Regions from separate parts of the Zea mays genome. Here region 1 is linked to region 2. The links are chromatin contacts, called in public Hi-C maps. All regions are on one chromosome and are shown on one strand. Each heading gives the region's core, a stretch centred on a gene start, on an enhancer-like site or on the middle of the called end of the contact. The rest is flanking DNA. Distances are from core to core; before and after follow the strand shown.

The links. A called contact is a pair of places that touch in the nucleus more often than the background predicts.
Region 1: a contact with region 2 is called in a Hi-C map of ear, with 1.9 times the contacts expected there. The contact joins the enhancer-like site here to the promoter of LOC100285840 in region 2. A contact is called at or near these places in 2 of 25 Hi-C or Micro-C datasets (ear and tassel).

What each region holds. Positions count from the first base shown.
Region 1 is chr8:127,537,426-127,542,311 of Zm-B73-REFERENCE-NAM-5.0, forward strand. It overlaps LOC103637263, which reads right to left. Exons shown (of 6, transcript XR_002264586.3): 3 at 2,688-2,958; 4 at 2,436-2,609; 5 at 2,208-2,301; 6 at 156-2,083. Among protein-coding and RNA genes, the nearest start is that of LOC103635866, 5.2 kb to the left of the region's middle. Within about 2 kb of position 2,541, at least 19 of the 20 cell types and tissues checked have an H3K27ac peak or open chromatin away from gene starts, as enhancers often do. A contact at or near this core is called in ear and tassel, where this site is marked.
Region 2 is chr8:127,401,242-127,406,395 of Zm-B73-REFERENCE-NAM-5.0, forward strand. LOC100285840 (MPPN domain containing protein) reads right to left here and starts at 1,517. Exons shown (of 3, transcript NM_001158730.1): 1 at 955-1,517; 2 at 620-731. The coding sequence starts at 1,472.

The DNA.
Region 1 (4,886 bases), core at 1,291-3,790, 140 kb after region 2:
ACTACCAATACTTAACCGTGTCGTGCCGTGCCAACAGGCACGCCAGTGCTAGTGCCAGCACGGGCACTACGTGTAGAAATACCAGCAGCAGCATTCAAACAGCATAAGTGAATAACAGATTTCATAGTTAATAACAGATTCAAACAGCATTCACAAAGAGAGTAAGAGACTAATCAAACAACAATTTTATGAGCTGTAGTGCAATGGCTGCCTCGTTAAAAACCTGTCTAGGTAAAACTCACCCTTGTGAGAAACCCTAGACAGGAAAAAAGAGTACAGCCCAGCTCATTAAAATGTTTTTCAAATGTTTACAGTCCAGTCCAGTCCAGTGTCCAGGTGCATAATATTACAGTCCCATTACAGAAATGGTCACAAAGAGAGTAAGACTAATCAAGATAAAGATTTTCAAATGTTTCTTCAAGCTCTTTGTCATCCACCATGTGTTGCATCCTTGCTTCAGCATCCTCCCAATCTTTAATGCATGTCAACATCTCAACCACATCAGACTTCAATCTCCTCCTCCGCTCGTCGATGATCCTGCCAGTTAAACTAAAAGTGGATTCTGAAGAGATGGTAGACACAGGAACAGTTAAAATATCTTTAGCCATAATTGACAGTACTGGATAAGTGAGTTTGTGCTGATGCCACCAGTGCAAGATGTTGAAATCATCAGTTAACTGGTTGACAGTGTCACAATCTAAGTAAGAAATGAGTTCAGAAGCAGTAGAAGCTGAAGAGCTTGCAGCATGCAGTAGCGCAGATCACAATCTAAGTAAGAAATGAGTTCAGAAGCAGTAGAAGCTGAAGAGCTTGCAGCACCGGGATCTCCGCAGAAGCGCAGATCACACCGGAGGCCGGAGGGGGAGAAGAAGATAGGAGAGGGAGACTGGAGCTAGAAGAGAGGAGAGTACCAGTGCCAGTGCCGTCGTACCGGACCCCGGAGTCCCCAGTCCCGGTTCCTCAACGGAGTAAGCCGGAGCACCGGGATCTCCGCAGAAGCGCAGATCACACCGGAGGCCGGAGGGGGAGAAGAAGACAGGAGAGAGTAGAGAGGAGAGGGAGAACGGAGCACCGGGATCTCCGCACAAGCGCAGATCGCGCCGGTTCTAAAATGCGCGTGTAAACTGTAAACCCTAATAAGCCGGAGCACCAGGATCTCCGCAGATCACACCGGAGGAGGAGAAGAAGACAGCAGATCCGAGCGGGGGTTATGGATCTGAGTTACCCGGTTCACAAATGCGCAGATCCGAGCGAGGGAGAGCCGGAGAGGATCTCCGACGGTGACGAGCGACGATCGATCCGAGCGGAGGCGCCGAGGCGGAGAGCCGGAGACCGCAGACCGGAGGCGGAGATGGAGACCGGAGCGCTTAGCGGAGGCGGAGGGAACGAGGGAGAGGAGAGCTCGCCGGTCGCCGCCGAATTGCCCGCGGCTGAGAGAGAGCGAGTGAGTCAGTGAGCGAGAGCGAGTTAGGGTTTGAGCGAGAGCGAGAGTGAGTGAGGAGTGACGCCCGCGGCCGCGGCTGGGGCGGGTTAGGCCTTAGGGTTTACACGCGACTCGCTCGGGTGGGCCGTGCCGACGCCGTGCCGGCCCAGTTAGCCGTGCCGTGCCTGGGCCGACCATACGGGCCCAAGTGGTGGCCCAGGCACGGCACTATGTACGGGCCGTGCCCGGCACTGGCACTAAGAGGACCGTGTCGTGCCGTGCCAGTGCCGTGCTTTTTAGTGCCGTGCCCGGCCCGGCCCGTCATGTTAGTGCCATTTGGCCAACTATAAAAGCCTGGCGAGGCCAAAGTCACCTAGGTGTGCGACCATACCGCCCACGTTGATCGGTTGATGGACGACCACCTGCCCCCACTTCATGTGGAGGTAGAAGAGGTCGGAGGCCACATCCTTGATGATCTGAAACCTCTGCGCTCACTCCAGCAGCGCCTTGCCGTCCTCGGCGTGCAGGCGGTGCTTGTCGAGGCTACCGTTGGGCATGCAGTAGTAGACCATCAGCAGCTCGCCCTTCCTTCTGCAGTAGCCTAGCAGCAGCTGCACGAGGTTGCGGTTGCGGTGGCGGAGGTGGCTGATGCTCATGCCCCTGCTATCCAGTAAATACATTTTAATAAATGTAGACACGTTACGTTACGTGCAGGCGGGTGAGTGCATGTTTGACGAGGTGTAGTAGGTGTGGAGTAGGGCAACGACGACGACAATCTTTTTACCTAGGACGGGTCAAAAGTAAGTGGTAGCTAGTGCTCATCGGGATAACAGCAGGGTGAAAAAGGCGCACGTGATCATCGGAATCTCGCAATGGTCCTGTCCACAAAAAAAAATGGAATGGATCGGCCTTAGCTTCCCAAACAAAAAAAATGGCAGTGAAATGTTGGGATATATTGCAGGGCCCACGTGCCAGCCAGGCGAACATGAATGAGCAGAGCAGGTATACATACTGGCATTCTGTGCTTGTAGCAGCGTGCGGGGTTTTTGGAACTTTGGATATGGTCGTCGTCGCAGGCCGGCCAGAGCATTGGATCCAATTCTAGCCACTTCGATGTTGGTCCGGCGCTGTTGGATCGACCCTTCTCGTTTGGGCCCATTTTCGGTGCGTACTACCTCAGTACCTCCTGACAACAAATTCTTTTAAAAAAAACTTCGAACAATTAACTATTGGATGCACCTGTCTGTCCTTGCTTGCTACCCACTTCCTCGATGGCTCCAAGTGACACGACGTGCTTCGACGCCTGCCTCTGTCTGCACGGAGCGGCCACCGGTAAATGTAACGTCACATGACAAGGGCCGCCCACCTTTGCGATCCAGGACAGGACACGCATGTCCTGACGCCGAGGCAAGTCGGCAGCGCCCAGCACGCAAGGCGGTCGCGTACTCGCGTTCCGTTGTTTTCGCCTCGAGTACGTCCTCTCCTCCTTCCTGGTCGCTCGCTACAGCTACACGTTGCTCACCTCACCTCATCACCTGCAAGAGTAGCCAAGGCGCGCGCGCGGCGCCGGCGCCGGCGTTCGTGTGAGCTAGTGTGACTCTGCTTCTGGGCACCTGCGGACACGTGACGACGTTAGCAGTGGGACCACCACCCGCGCTGCTAAGCATCGAGTGACCCATGAGCTACGCTACGCACGCCACCAGCGCCGCCTAGCAGCTAAGCCCCATAGCGCCAGGCGGCCAGGGTGAGGAGGGAGTTACAGGCAAGCAGGGGCAGGGCAGGGTTCCTCGCCGTCGCGGCAGCTTTCCCGTGCCGCGCGTCCGTGACTGACGCGCTTTAACCGTCCCAGAGCGCCCTACGTGATCTGCCTCTGAATCCTTACTAAAGATTCCTTCAGTCCAGTAGTGCCACCACGAAACGAAGCTGAGCAACGCTAGAAATGCCACTCAGTCACTACACAACATGAAATTCTCTCGAGAGTTTCGTCGCACCAACCGTTCGTGAATTGTGATCCAGCGGGGGGGATCGGTTCCCACGGTTTTCCATAGAGAAAGGGGGAGCAGAAAAACAAACTGTTCCTATCGAAAATCCGAGAACGTGCGAAAAAAAAACTGGGCACATGTTTCGGCTTCGGAACCTTCTCAAGTAAGAGACTGAAAGCCCACGTAAAGATTCTACTCGTTCGTAGTATAGTACGGCTGCCCGCTACTTTCGGCCCACCCGCGGAAGGCCTGCTATTGAATTAGGAGTATCTTGACGGTACCGTACGGTATTATGATTTTATTTTTTATTGAGAACTACGTTACCACGAATAACCAGATCCGCTTCCTTCTCTCCTGTCAGCAGTAGAGGCACGAGAAGTTGTAGAGGACCCGTCCCCTTCCCAGAAGCACGACATAGGAAACACACGAGACACAGGATATAGGGTTAGGCCTCTGACCTCTTTCTCTTCTCTTCTATTATGAGGGGTTGTACAAGTTCTTATATAGAGGTGTGAGACCCCTCAGGGGCAAAGCAGATATTTGCCCACATAACCCTAACTAGGGTTACTTAACACTCCCCCTTGGACGAATACTGCGACCAACACATGCCTCGTTAAAACTCCGAAAAACCCAGTGGGAAAAATATGGAGAAAGAGTACACGATGACGCAAATTGCATTTGCACTTTGTTGTCTCGTTAAAAACCTCATGTGAGTGTGGCGTTTCGACCCCGGGGGGTCCCTGGACCGACGAGTGAATTGTCGCCGCGTGTCCCAGCCCAGATGGGTCGATGCGAGACGGAGCACGAAGGGGGAAGAAACAGGCAAAGGGGAAACCCGCGGCCTTCGTGTTGCCCTACGCCTAGGTCGGGTGCGCTTGCAGTAGGGGGTTACAAGCGTTCGTGTGGGAGAGAGAGAGAGAGCGAGAGCCTTATGCGCCTGCCCGTTCTCCCGCGCGGCCAACCTTCTCGTACGAGAGCCCTGGACCTTCCTTTTATAGGCACAAGGAGAGGGTCCAGGTGTACAATAGGGGGTGTAGCAGTGTGCTAACGTGTCTAGCAGAGAGGAGCTAGAGCCCTAAGTACATGTCGTCGTGGCAGCCGGAGAGGTTTTGGCACCCTGTTCATGTGATGTCGTGCCCGTCGGAGGAGAGCTGGAGCCCTGCGGAAGGACAGCTGTCGGGGCTGTCGAGTCCTTGCTGACGTCTCCTTGCTTCCATAAGGGGCTGAGAGCCATCGTCGTCATGGAGCACGCGGGGCGCCATCATTATTTGTTTACCGGGGCGAGCCAGATGGGACGCCGGTCTTGCTCCCCGTAGCCTGAGCTAGCTAGGGGTAGGGTAATGATTGCCCCCCCTGTGACGTGGTCGGTCCGAGCCCTAGGTCGGGCGAGGCGGAGGCTCCTCCGAGGTCGAGGTCGAGTCCGTCTTCCGAGGTCAAGGCTGAGTCCGACCCCTGGGGTCGGGCGAGGCGGAGTCCATCTT
Region 2 (5,154 bases), core at 267-2,766:
AACTGACACTGCCAACAAAAGAACTACTTGAATACCTGGTGACAACAAGAAGTCTGAAGAGTTGCTATTTGTATAAGCATAATAACTTGGATGTGCCAAGGGAATTCAGAGAGCACATCACATTTCTATTTATTTTCCAGTATCTTTCGAGGATATTTGTAAACCCATCGTCAATAGACACATAACATTCCACCAATTTATGAATTTATTTTATGAATTTAGAGACTTCATAAGTAAAAATAAGTTCCCTGTGTGTGATGGTACCTTGATCATGTTACGCTGAAAACCTATACAGGACTAAGTTACCGATATGCTTCATGTTCAAGGGATAATGAAACCATATACTGCAGCATTTACACATGAGGATAGAACTTGGTGTCGGTACTGTGCAACTAAAAATTGACACTATATTAAAACAGTACAAGAATATTACTCAACCTAATGGGGGAGCCCAAATGAGTTTATGTAGTTGTTTCAGTTCACTGGCAACTAATCTCGCTGGTTAGCTACAGAGCAGCCTAAGCTAATATGACTACTTTGTGAAACATAGTTAGAGAAAATTAAAGTAAATAGTACAACAGAAATACGGAAGCACAACAGTAGATAAATGTATAATTACCTGGTACAATATGTGGATCCAATTTCCATCTCTTGGACCAGAGTGATGTCTCAATATTACTCCACATTTCTCGAATTCCCGAAGAATAAGGTTGGTATCACCAATAGAGAATCTATAGAAGTACCAACAGAACTGAATCAATTTATCATACAAGGCACCTACAATTTGGGGTTAGCAAATGACTGCCGAGAGAGCATGGAGTGTGTCAACTACTCAACTCATGATAAACAATTACCATAGCATCCTAGCCAACTCTACCGTGTTCATAAGCGTCTGTCAACATATTTATAAGCAATAATCCAGTACAAAGCAAAGCATAAACATTATTTTCTCACCCAAATACAGTGACCCACTCCTCCCGTTCGACCTCCCCTGCGTTCGCCACCGGCTCCGTCCTAGGTGCCTGCGCGGGGGACACCGGTGACTGCGCCTCCGCTGTCGCGGCAGGAGGTGGGGTGCCAGGGCTCGCAGGGGCCGGCAAAGCGAGCATCTCTTTCCGGGTCGGCTCGACGACCCCAGCCATGGGGGATCCTGGTGCCGAGAGCGCCACCTTGCCCCGGGACAGGTCCCATGGCGGCGAGCGGCTGGCAGCGGTGCGGGGGGAGGGAGACGACGCGACGGGGAGAAGGTCGGAGGCGGTGGGGTCCGGGGAGAAGTCTGCGGAGGCATAGCGGTCATCGAGGGTGAAGATGGGCGGCGGGGGTGGTGGCGTGGAGGAGGGGGAAGCCCCCGAGGCAAAGCGGGACACGCCACGATGGGACGGGATCGGGGTGGCGAGGTCTCGAAAGAAGGGGGACTGCCGCGCGCTGCGGCCGCGCCGTGAGACGGCGAGAGAGTGGGATGAGGAGCCCATGGGCGGGCGGAGCGGCGCTGGCGCGCTGCTGTAGGTTGAGGGTTTGGGCTTCGGAGTCGGCGAGTCGCCCTTTCCCTCCTGCTGGGTGCTGACCTGCAGTAGAGGGCGGGAGGGCGGGACCAAGCAGTGGGGGAGCGTCGGTAGGTGGCCCGTGGCCGACGGGCGTCGTGGAGGGGCGCGGATGCCTCTTTGCCTGGTTGCAGCAGTTGCTCGTATTTATTGGGCCGCTCCGTGCCTTGCGACTTGCGAGGCTGGGCCGGCTTCCAGCCAAAGCCAACAGTAAAGAGAAGAAGGGCGCACGGAGGGGAGGAGGCGCGTCTTGGGATGCGTTTGGTTACAATGACGGGACGGAATGGGATAAAACGATCTCTCAAATAAGATTATTTGGTTTAGAGTCAAGAGTTGTCTCTAGTTATCCCTCAAAATTGGGGGACGAGAGAGGACGCCAGTGGACGTCCCTATCCTGACTGTCCCACAACCAAACGCACCCTTGGCGAGTCGCGAGGGGAGGGGGTGAGGCGGTCAGATGGCTTCAATACTATCCAACAACATCCGCTAAAAAATCTTGTACGCTAAATTTAGTATTTCATATCCACGCTATCCCCTTCAACAACGTCCGCTATAGTTTTCGGTAAATTTAGCGGTCATTCCATGGGACGCTAAAGCCAGAGAACCATTGTGCATCCGCGTCGTTGTGGCGTGCACCCAACCAACACTGTGCCATGACCATTCAGCTGAGCTCAGACACCACGGTGGCGTGGAGCATGCTTGCAGCAGCTAGCCCCGTGGTCAGGGCCGAACCTGGAGGGGGGCAAGAGCGGCCGCACCGGGCCTCCGATTTTGGAATGGCCCCAAGTAATATACATGTATATATAGTCTTAGGTGTTGTGTCTGGTGCGGCCGCTCCACTTGCCCCTCTTCGTAGGACAGTTCTGACGTTGAGATAAATGATCTACTATCTGATTTGAAGGTTTTGAAGTTAAGTTTTCCTAAAATACCAATGTCTTCTATGGAGATTTTTGAGTATGTTCGGCAAATGGATCCGTATCCAAATATTTTAATCGCTTATTGGATATTATTTACTGTGCTTGTGGCTGTGACATCGGCTTAGAGAAGCTTTTCAAAGTTGAAATTGTTGAAGAACTATTTAAGGTCAACGATGTATCAAGATCGGCTCAACGGATTGGCTACTTTATGCATTGAGAAAAAATATTAGACGAGGTTGATAGCAACATTATTATCAATGACTTCGCATCAAGAAACGTTAGAAGAATTTTTTGAATTAATACGTACAAAGATTTGAAGTTGTTTTGATATATTATAGACTTTTATCATTCAAAATTTTGCTTATGTACTTAGAAGAAAGTATATATATTGTAGACTTTTATCATTCAAAAATTATTGAGGGCCCCAATTTTTGTTTCGCCCTGGGTGAAACCTCATGACCGGCCCTGCCCGCGGTGGCCTCCATGCGAGCCTGCTTGCAGCAGCTCGAGCTGCGATGGAGGTAAAACAGTGACGCCGAGGAGGAGGAACACCTAGATGTCGCGTCGCGATAGTCGCAGAGGAGGAAACAACAAGAAGGAAGACGACCTGTATGCCCCGGCGTGGAAGACGAAACGTTGGGGAGGAGCAGCATCTATACCGCGTCGCAGAGGTGGAAAACCAGAGAAGAATATGGAGTAAGATTTGGGGAAGGTTTGTGTGGGCTCAATGTTCACGCTAAAAAACCCACTTTATTTCTACATTATATTAGTTAACTAGTCGGTTACCCGTGCGTTGTAACGGCTTACAACAATACTCACGTCCACCAAAAAAATCTCAATATTTTTTATTGATTGTCTCCGCTCTCCATATAATTTTTTTGATTTGGCTAACTGATGTTATTGTTTACTCCATCCAATATGTCTTGGTACAACACGACCAATGAAGTGAGCGATGAGTAGAGAGTTCACAACGACTGACTGAACGAATAGAGATTATAGAATGACATAATTCCATCATACAAAGACCAAATAAGACAAAGTTTATGAGCTCAAGTTTCTAAAATAAGTCACGTGAACTCAAACTTATAAACAAGATAAATCAAAATATGGAGTGGTTGCTAAAGTCGGGCATCAATAAAAACTGGATACACTTCATATAAATATGCTACTTCGTAGCAATTACTAACGTTTAAAACCAACAAATAAAATTTCATTTTCCTGTTAGTGTGACAAATCATTGTTGCTCCATCCAATTCAGCAATCTCAAACACCATGGAGTCCACTGCGTCAATGTGGTCTCAGAAACGACCTAATACTTGCAAGAGCCAAAAACGTTGTGTCGTGCTTAGGTTGTAGCCTCTGCCCGTATGTTGGTTCGATGCGATTATATTTTTTTTTATTTTACAAAAAAATGTATTGAAAGTTGCCTAGAGGGAGGGTGAATAGGACGAATCTGAAATTTTACAAACTTTAAGCACAATTACAAGTCGGGGTTAGCGTTAGAATTATAAACGAGTCCGAAAGAGAGGGCGAAAACAAATCACAAGTAAATAAGGCGGATGACATGGTGATTTGTTTTACCGAGGTTCGGTTCTTGCAAACCTACTCCTCGTTGAGGTGGTCACAAAAACCGGGTCTCTTTCAACCATTTCCCTCTCTCAAACAGTCACTTAGACCGAGTGAGCTTCTCTTCTCAATCAAATGGGACACTAAGTCCCACAAGTGAGAGCACCTAGAGGGGGGGTGAATAGGTGATCCTGTAAAACTTTAAACTTAAGCCACAAAAACTTGGTTAAGCGTTAGCACAATAATGCCAAGTGGCTAGAGAGGAGTCTCAACACAACACAATAACCACAAAAGATCAATCACAGAGATGGCACAGTGGTTTATCCGGTGGTTCGGCCAAGACCAACGCTTGCCTACTCCACGTTGTGGCGTCCCAACGGACGAGGGTTGCAATCAACCCCTCTCAAGCGGTCCAAAGACCCACTTGAATACCACAGTGTTTTGCTTGCTTTACTATATCCCGTTTGCGAGAAATCTCCACATTTTGGAGCCTCTCGCCCTTACACTTGAAGTTCACAAAGAAGCACGGAGTAAGAGAGGGATAAGCAACACACTCAAGACAAGAAATCACAGCAACACCACGCACACAAGTCACAACAAGAGCTCACAACACAACTCAATGAGTTCACAACTCGACTAGAGCTCTAATTGCTATCGCAAAGAATCAAAGGCGCGGAATCGATGTCTTAGTGCTTAGGAATGCTTAGAGGATGCTTGGTGTTCTCCTCCATGCGCCTAGGGGGTCCCTTTTATAGCCCCAAGGCAGCTAGGAGCCGTTGAGAGCATTCCAGGAAGGCAAATCTTGCCTTCTGCCGTCTAGCGCACCGGACAGTCCGGTGCACACCGGACACTGTCCGGTGCGGATTTCTTTCCTTCTGTGGCGTAGTCGACCGTTGGCGCCTGGGAGCCGTTGACGCACTGGACACTGTCCGGTGCACACCGGACAGTCCGGTGCCCCCTCTCGACCGTTGGCTCGGCCACGTGTCTTGCGCAGATCGCGCAGTCGACCGTTGGCTCACCGGACAGTCCGGTGCACACCGGACAGTCCGGTGAATTATAGTCGTACGTCGCCGATGAATTCCCGAGAGCGGCCAGTTCGCTCGAGCCAGCCTGGCGCACCGGACACTGTC